Linked DNA regions of Mus musculus: region 2 is linked to region 1. Evidence: chromatin contacts called from public HiChIP or PLAC-seq data. All regions are on one chromosome and are shown on one strand. The core of a region is the stretch at or near the end of the contact, and the rest is flanking DNA. Distances in the headings are between cores, read along the strand shown. Region 1 overlaps Ppp1r13l (protein phosphatase 1, regulatory subunit 13 like). Region 2 overlaps Gm19345 (predicted gene, 19345).

Evidence for each region. HiChIP or PLAC-seq counts read pairs in DNA pulled down with a chosen protein or histone mark.
Region 2: a contact with region 1 is called in an HNF4G HiChIP or PLAC-seq map of pancreatic cancer cells. The contact joins two enhancer-like sites. A contact is called at or near these places in 2 of 115 datasets of contacts at active chromatin or transcription factors (bone marrow-derived macrophages and pancreatic cancer cells) and 1 of 9 other capture datasets (pancreatic islet).

Annotation. Positions count from the first base shown.
Region 1 is chr7:19,375,213-19,381,299 of GRCm38.p6, reverse strand. It overlaps Ppp1r13l (protein phosphatase 1, regulatory subunit 13 like), which reads right to left. Exons shown (of 13, transcript NM_001010836.3): 9 at 5,919-6,050; 10 at 5,682-5,815; 11 at 5,409-5,575; 12 at 3,613-3,812; 13 at 2,767-3,333. The coding sequence ends at 3,295. Among named protein-coding and RNA genes, the nearest start is that of Ercc2, 3.8 kb to the left of the region's middle. Within about 2 kb of position 2,614, at least 11 of the 459 cell types and tissues checked have an H3K27ac peak or open chromatin away from gene starts, as enhancers often do. A contact at or near this core is called in pancreatic cancer cells, where this site is marked.
Region 2 is chr7:19,852,332-19,858,418 of GRCm38.p6, reverse strand. It overlaps Gm19345 (predicted gene, 19345), which reads right to left. Exons shown (of 4, transcript NM_001270489.1): 2 at 3,325-3,477; 3 at 809-900; 4 at 64-618. The coding sequence ends at 533. Ceacam16 (carcinoembryonic antigen-related cell adhesion molecule 16) reads left to right here. Exons shown (of 6, transcript NM_001033419.2): 3 at 325-600; 4 at 2,067-2,345; 5 at 4,521-4,847. Among named protein-coding and RNA genes, the nearest start is that of Gm19345, 3.4 kb to the right of the region's middle. Within about 2 kb of position 2,523, at least 21 of the 459 cell types and tissues checked have an H3K27ac peak or open chromatin away from gene starts, as enhancers often do. A contact at or near this core is called in pancreatic cancer cells, where this site is marked.

The DNA.
Region 1 (6,087 bases), core at 1,365-3,864:
TGTGGAAGGAAGAGGAAACCTGCAGAATTTGGTTCAGTCCTTTCCTTCCACTATGTGTGGGAATCGAACTCAGGTCAAAAGGCCTGTACCTCATGAGCCATCTCATGAGGTACAGGCCTCAGTAGACAGTCGTACTATGTAACCCAAGCTGGTCCGGAGCTCACTCTATAGCCTGGGTGGCTGGCCCCAGCTTGTGGCTAACCCACCTGAGGGCTGGACAATGCTGTCAGTTATTTCATATCTCTGGATTCTTGCTCAAATATCACCTTTTAGTCCTTCCTCCCTTCATTTCATCCTTTCTTTTCTTTCTTTTTTTTTTTAAGATTTATTTGTTATATATAAGTACATTGTAGCTGTTTTCAGATATACCAGAAGGGGGTATCCAATCTCATTACTGATGGTTGTGAGCCACCATGTGGTTGCTGGGATTTGAATTCAGGACCTTTGGAAGAGCAGTCAGTGCTCTTAATCACTGAGCTCCAGTCCCTTTTCTTTTTGAGAGAGTCTTTCTACTTAGTTCTGACACTGTCCTAGATCTCACACTATAAACAAGGTTGGCCTTGAACTCACAGAGACCTGCCTGCCTCTGCCTCCGGAGTGAGTGCTGAGATTAAAGGTGCATACCATAATGTCTGGCTATTTTCTTTCTTTCTTTCTTTCTTTCTTTCTTTCTTTCTTTCTTTCTTTCCTCTTTTTGGTTTGGTTTTTCAAGACAGGGTTTCTCTGTGTAGTCCTGGCTGTCCTGGCACTCACTTTGTAGACCAGGCTGGCCTCGAACTCAGAAATCCACCGGCCTCTGCCTCCCGAGTGCTGGGATTAAAGGCGTGTGCCACCACGCCCGGCTTCCTTTCTTCCTTTTTTAAAGATGTATTTATTATTATACTAAGTACACTGTAGCTGTCTTCAGATGCACCAGACGAGGGTGTCAGATCTCATTACAGATGGTTGTGAGCCACCATGTGGTTGCTGGAATTTGAACTCAGGACCTTCAGAAGAGCAGTCGGTGCTCTTAACCACTGAGCCATCTCTCCAGCCCCCTTTCTTTCTTTTTGAATTAACTATTTTATTTTTGATGTGTGTGTGAGGGTTTTGCCCCATGCATGTATGTGCATCAAGTGTGTACCTGGTGCCCTCAGAGGTCGGAAGGCATCAGATCCCCTGACACTGGAGCTATTGGTGGCTGTGAGCCATCACGCAGGTGCTGGAAATCAAGCCCAGATCCTTTGCAAGAGTAACAGTGCCCTCGGGCTGGAGAGATGGCTCAGTGGTTAAGAGCACTGGCTGCTCTTCCAGAGGTCCTGAGTTCAATTCTCAGCAACCACCTGGTGGCTCACAACCATCTCTAATGGGATCTGATGCCCTCTTCTGGTGTGTGTTTGAAGACAGCTACAGTGTACTCACATAAATAAAATTAATAAATAAATCTTTAAAAAAAGAGACAGAGTTCAAAGCTGGGGCTGGAGAGATGGCTCAGCGGTTAAGAGCACTGGCTGCTTGCTCCTCCAGAGTGTCTGAGATCAGTTCTTAGCAACCACATGGTGGCTCACAACCATCCGTAATGGGATCCAATATGCCCTCTTCTGGTGTGTCTGAAGACAGCTCTTAATCACCGAGCTGTCATTCCAACCCCATTTTCTTTCTTTTTTAAATTACCCTTTTTAAAAAAAATGTATTAGCCACATGGTTTTATTTATGTATTTGCTCCATACGCATTCGCTGTGCTTATCAGAGAACAACTTTCAGGAATAGCTTCTTTCCTTCCATCATTCCTTGGATCCTGAGGCTTGAACGAGGGCTGCAGGCTTGGCAAGTGTGCTTACCTGCTGAGCCATCTTGGCAGCTCTTGGATTTCATGTTACAAATGTCCTGCAGTTTGCTTTGTAGACCAGGCTGGCCTTGAAATCACAGAGATCTGCCTGCCTCTGCCTCCTGAGTGCTGGGATTAAAGATGTTCGCCACCACTGCTTGGCTAATAATACATACCTCTTGCTTTCTAAACTTAAACCTCATGTTAGGACCCTGAAGATGGGCTTGGGGGAGGTGGAACCAGACCTTTTTATTTTTCTTTCTTTATTTCCCTTTTTAAACAATTCTATTCACTGGTCCCTTTTTATTTGTATGACTTGCTAATGTCACACGATTAAGATGGCTTTCTTTGTTTTTTTTTTTTTGCTAGATTAACTAATTAATAATTAATAGTAGCTGATCATGGTGGCACCTATCCGTCCCTTCAAGCTCCTACAGGGTCAGAGACACAGGATTTCAGGTTTAAAGCTCGCCTAACGGGCTGGAGAGATGACTTAGATGTTAAGAGAACTGGCTGCTCTTCCAGAGGTCCTAAGTTCAATTCCCAGCATCCACATGGTGACTCACAGCCCTATGATGTGGATCCAATGCCCTAGTGTACTCATATACATAAAATAAATAAATAAATACATAAAAAATTAAAAAAAAAAAAGCTCACCTAAACCAAACATAATATCCTGTTTCTAAATAAAAAAGATTGGACATGGTGGTGTTCATCTTCAGTGCCAGCACTTGAGAGGAAAAAGCAGGTTCCAGGCCACGGCCTACATAACAAGACGCTGACTCACAAAACTAACAAGAAAATTAAAGTATTGGACTCATGCGTGAGACAAACCTGTGAGAACTATTCTGTCTAGGTTTGTGTCTAGGTTTGTGTCTAGGTTTGTGTCAAGTTGATGAAAACTAACCAACACGGACAGCAGTCATGTTGTCTGAACAGAATCAAAATGATGTTCATTTCTGGGTAAACAACCTTTATTTATAAAGGAAATGTTTCCCATGTCATTATAAACATTAAGCCACATGGTATGAAGGCACTTGGTTGGGGACATGGGGTCCTCACACAGGCCCTAAGCTTCTGGGAAGAATGGGGGCTGCTGAGCAGAATGGGGACTTCTGGGAGAGAGGAGGAAAGGACTCAGAGAGAAATGAAGGGGTGGGTAGCCTCCCTGGCTCAGCTAGGATAGTGCAGTGGCTTGCTGCCAGTAGGAGGCACTTAAAACCAGATCTGACTGGGCACGTGGGTATGTTGGGGGCAGGGTGGGAGATCTTGCCTGCAAGGGTCCCCAGCCCCACCTCACCCCAATGCTTAAGGCAGCTTCCTAATCTTCAGTCTGGGGCCGCCCTCCCTTGAGCCTCTCAGGGAGCAGAGAATTTCCGGTGCCCTCTGGAGAGCAGCGGCGCAGATTAGCTAGCTGGATCGGGCAGGTCCGGGTGGAAGGCGGGCTGGCTTGTACTTTTCTCCTTTACAATCATCCTTCATGCCTACTAGATTTTGCTCCGCTGAGACTTCACTCTAGGGAAGAGCTAAGGAAAGAGAACTATCAGACACCAGGAGCCCAGCAGCACCTATCCTACCCCTAAGAAGGGGGCCACCATCTAACCACCAGCCCCACCTAGGACCAATCAAAACATCAGAACAAGCACCAGCCAGGCAAGAGCAGAAAGATGTGGGGGAACCTATAAGAGGTCATGCCTTGAACTCTCGGCAACCCCCCTGCCTCAGCCTCCAAAGTGCTAGGATAACAGATCAGCTTGGCCCAACCCATTAATAGGGAACTCCCGCCAGGTAGCCTCTGGGCTCACCCCGAAGTAGTTGCGCGGCACATAGCCTTCCTGGCCGTGCAGTGAGGCCCACCACCAATCAGTCTCCTCTGGCCCATCTCTCCGCAGCACAGTGACTGACTCGCCCTCTCGGAAAGACAGCTCATCCCCAAACTCTGCGCTGTAGTCCCAGAGTGCATACACAACGCCATTGTGCATCAGTCCCATGCTTTGTTCCACGTCTGAAAACACAGAAAAAAATATGGTAGTCAGGACCGGGCCCAGGAACGCAGCCACAGGAAGGATGGGGTCAGGTGCCGCCCCTGCTCCAGCACAGAAATGAGACACCGGGAAAGCTGTTTTTGCCTCTGCCAGTGGATAGCAGTGAGATGCTCTCTCTAACATTTGAGGGCTGTTGGTGTGTCAAAATGGGCAACCTACCTTCACTCAATGGCTGGCTATCATCTCCCTCTTTGGGGGCTGGAGGTTGGTTTTTCAAGATAGGGTTTTCCATGTAGCCCTGGCTATTCTGGAACTAGCTCTGGCCTGGAACTCAGACACCCACCTGCCTTTGCCTCCCAAGTGCTGGCATCAAAAGCCGTACACCACTACTACCCAGCCCCTCTTGTTTTTTGTTTTTTGGTTTTTTTTTAATGATTTGCTTATTAGCCAGGTGTGGTGGTGCACAACTTTAATCCCAGACCTCAGAGGCTGAGGCAGGAGGATCTCAAGGTCTACAAAGTGAGTTTCAGGATAGCCAAGGCTACACAGAAAAACCCTGTTTTGGAAAACAAAAACAAACAAACAAAATGGTTTGCTTATTTATATATTTTATGTAGACAGGTGTTTTATTTGCATGAATATCTGCACACCAGAAGAGGGCACTGGATCCCGTGGAACCAGTTATAAATAGCTGTGAGCCACCATGTCCGTGCTGAGAAATGAACTCGGCCTCTAGAAGAGAGCCAGGGCTTTTCACTGCTGAATGATCTCGTTTGGCCCTCATCTCTCTCTTTGAAATACACACACACACACACACACACACACATGCACACACACACATATTTGTAAAGATAGGTAGGGCTTAATGTATATCAGGCTGGCCTCAAACTAGGTACATAGTCAAGGATAGCCCTGAACTTCTGGTCTTTCTGACTCCATCTCTCAGGCTGTGGTATTACAGGGGTGCACCACCACACCCTATTTCTGCAGAACTGGGGATAGAACTCGGGGCCTAAGTCATGCTAAGCAAGCACTCTACTGCTGAGCTATATCTACCCCACGGCCTTTTTTGAAGACAGGTTCTTTATACATAACTCCCACTGGTCTCCGACTCATGAGCCAACCTCAGGAATGGGCCTGCACCTCAGGCCCCATCCCCACCTGTACAGTGTTAAATCCTGCTCCATGACCCCTAATGTCAACGTATGATGCAATGCAATCTGCCTCTCTCTAAGTTCAGCAGAGACTATGGGCAAGCCTCTGATGCAACGTATCTTGGCTGTCCCATTGAGGCAGTTTAGCCTGGGGCCTGGAGAGACCTGACAAGAACTCAGGCATAGCTACAAGTGTTCCAGCCTCTAAGTAGCTTCCCTGCAGACTGGTCATGTGCCATACTACTCTTCCTTTTGTTTGCTTTTGTTCTTGAGTCCGGGTCTCTCTAGGATTACAAGTGTGCAGGGGCTACAGCTGGACAGTTTATTTGGTATATCCCTGCCACCTGTCCCTCAGGCAGAATGCAGGTGAGTTGTACACTCTGAATGACTGGGCTCCCACGTCCCCACCCACCTGCTTGCATCTGCCAGCCCCTACCCCTCACCACCACTTCAGCCTCGCACCTGCCAGGTAGGTGGCACAGTCTGCATAGCCCTCGCGGTAAGGGTCGCACTTTTCGATGGCGGTGGCGCCGTCACTGAGAGTGGTGGCGAAGATGGCCGCACCATGTTGCACCAATGCTGTGCAGATGGCAGTGTCATTGCAGGAAGCGGCACAATGCAGTGGCGTCCTGGTGGCAAGAGGATAAGTGAGAGGGAGGTCCCAGCCAGCAGCACCATCCTACTTCTGAGCCAAGGTCCCACCCGCCTCCCCACAGGTGCACGGTGGGGGCTCACCAGCCGTGGCTGTCAGGGGAGTTGACGTTGGCGCCCGCAGCGATGAGGAAGTCCACGATGGGGTAGTTGGCACCGCAGATGGCATTGTGCAGGGCGGTGATGCCCTCCTCGTTGGGCTGGCTTGGGTCGTTCATCTGGGAACACCAGGGGGAGGAGGATTCAGCCCCGCCTGTCCCCCCGCCCCCACCCACCCAAGTGCTCTCCAAACCTGAGGGAATGGTGGAAGGGACGCCTCACCTCCTTCACCGCCTGCTGTACCACGTCCAACTCTCCAGTCAGCGCTGCATCCAACAGCAGCACCAGTGGATTGAGGCGAGCACGCCGGGCCTTGCGCGGGGACCCCACTTTGCGCAGTACTGAGCGCATCTCCTGGAGGGGGGGGGGGGACGACGACAGGGAGGGGCTT
Region 2 (6,087 bases), core at 1,274-3,773, 480 kb before region 1:
CAACTTCGGAGAGTCAGCTCTTTCTTTCTACCCTGTGGAACCCAGGGATCAAAACTCAGGTCATCAGGTTTGGTGGCAAGCACTTTTACCCACTGAACCATCTTGCCAGCTCTTAAAGATGCTTTTACAGTTGGGTGTGGGGGTGCCTAAATCAACACAAAAATGCTCACCTTCTCCATTCTGGCTTCCAGGATGATAACTGTCTTCCAAAGCCCTTCTTTGTCACTATGGCTCGGGGGTACAGAAGTACAGCTTGGTGGTACTTCTTGCCCGGGGACAGGAGGTGCCCCTCCCCTCCCCCTCTGTCTCTCGCTCCGCCCATAGAGATCCTGGCCCCTCCCACGGTCATGGCCAACGACACTGCGCTGGTGGAGCGTAGGGATACCCTTCGTCTCGTCTGTAGCAGCCCCAGCCCCGCTGAGGTCCGCTGGTTCTTCAATGGTGACGCTCTGCCAGTTGCCGTCCGCTTGGGCATGTCCCCCGATGGCAGGATGCTGACCCGGCATGGCGTCCGCAGGGAGGAGGCAGGTGCCTACCAGTGCGAGGTGTGGAACCCCGTCAGCGTCAGCCGCAGCGAGCCACTGAACTTGACGGTATACTGTGAGTCTTCCAAGGCACCTGGTATCACAGATGGGGAAACTGAGGCCCACGACGAGAAGTCCACAGTTACACAGCAAGTCAGCAAGCAAGCTGGGGAAGGAGCCAGGGCCCCTCTAAAAATATACTTGCCTACTTTATGAAAGTACGGGTTATGGCTAATACATCCAGGTCGATGTAGGACCCTGTAGATGAGAGAGGGAGTACACACCTGCCATCCCAGGTATCCGGAGGTGGAGGGAAGATCCTGAGGTGGAGGGAAGACCAGGCCATGGCATATGTCTGGCGTGCACCAAATTCCATCTGCAACACCACAAAAATGCACAGCAATCCTCTGAGCCCTAGGGAAATGGAGACAGGATCCCGAGCACCCTTCCCCAACAGCTACATGTTAAGTCCAAGGTCATCCTGTGCTACATGGAGGCCTGTCTGAAAAGAAATAGGAAAAAGGAAAGATGCCTAAGGAAACGGATAGCATGGACACAAGGACACTGAGCTTGGAAAGGGTCATTAACCATCATTGGAACCCAGGGCTCAGCGGGGACATCACAAAAGCTCATCACAAGAAACACACAGTACTTCCTGGGCCAGCAGCTGTGTGTGTCAAATCCTGAGAATACAAATGATGGGGTTGCCTAGCCATGGTGGGGCACCCCTTTAATCCAGGAGGCAGAGGCAGGTGAATTGCTGTGAGTTCAATGTCAGCCAGGGCTACATAATGAGGCTCTTTCTCAAAGGAAAAAAAAGTAATAATAATAATTATAATAATAATAGCAGTAATTTCAAAAGTAAGGCCGGTGTACAGAAACTAAAATTCTAGAATCCTACTACCAGAGTATTCCAGATGCCGGAAACTCTAGAACCAGAGTCTAGACTGCCAAGCCTAAAATCACAAGAAGTAGAGCCCTAGAATCAAGTTCTAACATCTGAGAGTCTAGAACCTCAGAGGTGAAGATTTCTAGAGCCCAAGAAGCCTAGAACCTAGAAGCATGGGTTCTTTTTGTTTGGTTGTTTTTGTTTTGTTTTGTTTTGTTTTTTTGAGACAGGGTTTCTCTGTGTAGCCTTGGCTCTCCTGGAACTCACTCTGTAGACCAGGCTGGCCTTAATCTCAGAGAGCCACCTGCCTCTGCCTCCCAAGAGCTGGAACTAACAGCATGTGCCACCACCACCCAGCTCTACACATTCTTTTTTTTTTTTACAGATAAAAACAAAACAAAAGAAAAAACAAACCAAAACCCAAAAAACCAAAAAACTCAAAAACCAAGTTCTCACGGGAGGGGAAGTGAGTCTCAAGATTGCAGTGGTAGAAGTCAAGATGTGATTGGGAAAGACTCAAGTTCTTTCTGCCCTCTACTCAGCCCTGCCAACCCCAGGGACCCAATCCGGTAGATTGAAGACCTGAGGTGCATGCCTCTGTCCCCTCCAACCCCACTCCTGCCCCTCCTGTGTCTCTCCCTCCTGCCCTACAGTCGGCCCTGAACGAGTAGCTATCCTTCAAGACTCTACCACCCGCACGGGCTGCACTATTAAAGTGGACTTCAACATGTCCCTCACCCTGTGGTGTGTGGCGCGGTCTTGCCCTGAGCCAGAGTACGTGTGGGCCTTCAATGGAAAGGCCTTGAAGAATGGCCAGGATCACCTGAACATCAGCAGTATGACTGCAGCCCATGAGGGCACGTACACGTGCATCGCTAAGAACTCCAAGACGCTGCTGTCTGGCTCTGCCTCAGTGGTAGTCAAGCTGTCCGGTGAGTCAGCCCCAGCCTGATAGCCACCTGCTCTCTAGAGAGGCCCAGCTGGCCTTTGCTGACTGGGCTGCCATTTTCCAGAAAATAATTGGATTCCCAGCACACTCATTGGCCAGTTGTGACACGGTGGCGTATCAGATTGCCCTGTCTTGTCTAGGTGCGGAAAGAGGCAGGCAAAGCCTATTGCATAGGAAAGAAATGGTGACTCATATCCTCTGCCTTGAGGTCAGACGGAGTGACAAATGAGCCCAAGTCCCCATCTTGTGGGGTGACAGAGTGGGACACCAGGGTCCCTGTCCTTCCATGTAATTGCCCCACATAGTAAAAAGGCACTCGCTGCTGAGAGCCCTGCCCAACCCAAGGCACACAAACCTTCTGCCAACTAGATTGTGTGCATCAATTAGTCTAGATAGGATGTGGGCATGCTCGAGTGCCCATGCGAGTGTTCTCTCTCTCTCTCTCTCTCTCTCTCTCTCTCTCTCTCTCTCTCTCACACACACACACACACACACACACACACACACACACACACACACACACCACAGCTGGAAAACCACACACCAGAAGCACTTTCTTCACACCTCTGTTCCATGCATGGGGGGTTGTGGTGCTGAGGGAACAGAGCTCATGCCCCAAGAATAGCGGCTTTGAACATCAAGTTCTCATTTTACAGCAGATGTATAGTGGTGTAGGCAAGAGGATCAGGAGTTCAAGGACATCCTTAGCTACACAGACAGTTCAAAGTTAGCCTGGACTACATGAGACCTTGTCTCAAGGGGGAAAAAATGTCTCATTCATTCTAGCTGGGTTTCTTCTCAAATGGCCATTGTCCCTTGGGGACAGTGGGAATCGTCCACCCCCTCCTCCCTCCCTTCTTCCTCCACTAACAGGCTGGGTCTCATGCAAAGGGTGGGGATGGACCCTCTTTCACGCAGAGCAAAGATGACTGTCGCAAAGGTAAGTGTGCCTCCTGTCTTACCTGTGAGGGACCTTGGCTGGAAACAGGGTGGACCAGATGACCTCAGGGCCAACATGGGGGGTATCCAAGGTCTGAAGGTAGGTGCAGGCTGTGCCTAATGTAACACTTCCAAAACTGCTTCCCCAAAAGCTGCCAGGAATCCTGTGGCAGGTGCTGAGATCGAGACAGAGACATGGCTGTTATCCCACCTGGGAAACAAGCTGAGGTGATGGAGGAGGCATGGTCTTTCTCTGACCTCAGAGGGATCAGTGAAGCTGCCAATCAAAGAGAAGAGGCAATGCCTCACGTTCTCTGGGCTCCCTGGCATTGGTGTGGGAGACATAAAACTGTCTAGTCAAAGGGAGGAGGCACAAGGTGAAAGAATTTCCAGGTCATTAGGAGACATGACACTACTTTAAATTTCATAGTCTGATGGGGGAGACACAAGTCCCACTTTGGGAACATGTCAAATCTGATGGGGGAGTACAATCTTCCCACTTTCTATGAAATTTTTCTATCAGAGACAATTATTCCCAACTTTGGGCATCTTCAACTTGATTAGAATGTTCCACTCCCAATAGTCCACAATTTCTCAGTCTGATGGAGGAGACAGAAACTCCCACCTTCTAGGGAATCTTAATCTTGGGTCCCAAACTTGATTGAAAAATCTAGAATGTCCCAATCTGATGGCGGAGACACAATCCACACCTTGTGAGAATTTTCCATGTGATACAGGATGCACAGCTTCATCTCTCCTAGAGTCGTCTAATCTGATGGAGGAGTTGTCACCTCCCATATTCTTAGGTCTGCTGCTCTCACAGAAAAGACACTATGTGGACGAGACATTCCAACCATCTGATGGGGGAGACACAGCCCCATATTCTAGAATTTCCAGTCTGATAGGGGAGGCATGGTCCCCAGAGGTTTTTTTTTCCTACCCTGATGGAGGAGACATGGCCAGACCCTGTGGGGTCTTTCAATTAATTACATAGGGCCTGTACCATCATCCAAGGCTGAAATTTAAACAGGAGAGATGTCTTCCTGGCATCTGAGAAAGAGAGTCTATGTGATCACCCTAGAAATCACCTCCATCCTCTGTCTCCTCCCCAGCACCTCATGGGGAGAAGCATCAGTGGGGGAGCTGGCCAAGGGAGGGGGAGGACTCCACACCACACTCAAGCCGTTCTGGCTGACTGTGGCGGTGGTTCTCTCCCCAGCGGCAGCTGTAGCCATGATGATCGTTCCTGTACCGACTAAGCCAACGGAGGGCCAGGACGTGACCCTGACTGTCCAGGGCTACCCCAAGGACCTGCTAGTCTATGCCTGGTATCGTGGACCTGCCTCGGAACCCAACCGACTGCTCAGCCAGCTGCCGTCAGGGAACTGGATCGCTGGCCCGGCGCACACAGGCCGGGAGGTGGGCTTCGCTAATTGCTCACTGCTGGTGCAAAAGCTGAACCTCACTGATGCCGGGCGCTACACACTCAAGACCGTCACACTGCAGGGCAAGACCGACACTCTGGAGGTGGAGCTACAGGTGGCCCGTGAGTGAGCAGTGTGGGATGGGATGGGGGGGGGGCACCCAAAGATGTCCTTCTCCTCCCTCACATGCCTGTGGGACACAGGCATGTGCCTCTTCCATCTGACCTGAGTGTCCCCATGTGGGCGTTTGCCTTGCCTCTCAAACGATGACGTCCACCAAGGTATACGCCTTCCATATGGATATATAGACCGTAAAAGGGGTGTCAAGTGAGGGTGGGCATCTTTTCTCATTAGGTGAGTGGAAACTAAACCATGGGGATCTAGCCTCTTCCACCACACTGGGGAGCTGGGGTGAATGCAGGTGTTTTCCTCCCCCATAAGACATGGCATGAGGGCAAGAAGTTTCCACCTTCAGACACCAGAGCTCTCCCAACCTGAATGTACACTAGGATGCAGGCTGCTAGGTGTGCCTCTTCCATCAGAGTTCTCTGTTGGGAACCACCTCTCCCCTATCAACCTGGGGGCTCCCACAGTGGAAAACCATGTCTCTCTCATCAGACTGAAAATTGTGTCTCCTCCATCAGACTGGGAGCTCCCAGAATCAGGCACCATGTCTCCTCCATCAGACTGGGGGCTCTCAAAGTCAGAGATCATGCCTCCTCCATCAGACTGGGAGCTCCCAGAGTCAGGGACCATGCCTCCTCCATCAGACTGGGAGCTCCCAGAATCAGGAACCATGTCTACACCAACAGACTGGGAGCTCCCAGAGTCAGGGCCATGTCTCCTCCATCAGACTGGAACCTTGTCTCCTCCATCAGGCTAGGAGCACCCAGTCAGGAAACATGCTCTTATAGTCCAAGGCTATGTCTTCTCCATGAAACTGGTATCTCCCAGAGTCAAAAGCCATGTCTCTTCCATCAGACCAGAAATTCCCAGAAATCTTCAAGACCTTACTAGGGCAGGTGCTCTGGACAGGCGCTCCCAGACGGAGAACAAGAGTCTGGGGTCCTGCCTGTCGCATCAGACTAGACACTCAGAAGTCAAATTTCCGAAGCCAGGACCAGTCCGGACCCAACCACCAGATGTCTGGGTTCTCACAGGCTCACTCCTAAGCCTGTGCACTCGGGGATTCCTTTTCAGCTTCCTTTGTCACAGTCCAGCTGGAGGACCAGTCTTTCTTCATGCAGCACCAGACCCCAGATCATGGCACAGGCTGAGCGGGGCGGGTGGGGACCGCGGGAGGCGCGGTGGGCGGGGCCGCGGGAGGGTCCTCCTGCTGACTGACAACCTCCTCGTCCCCGC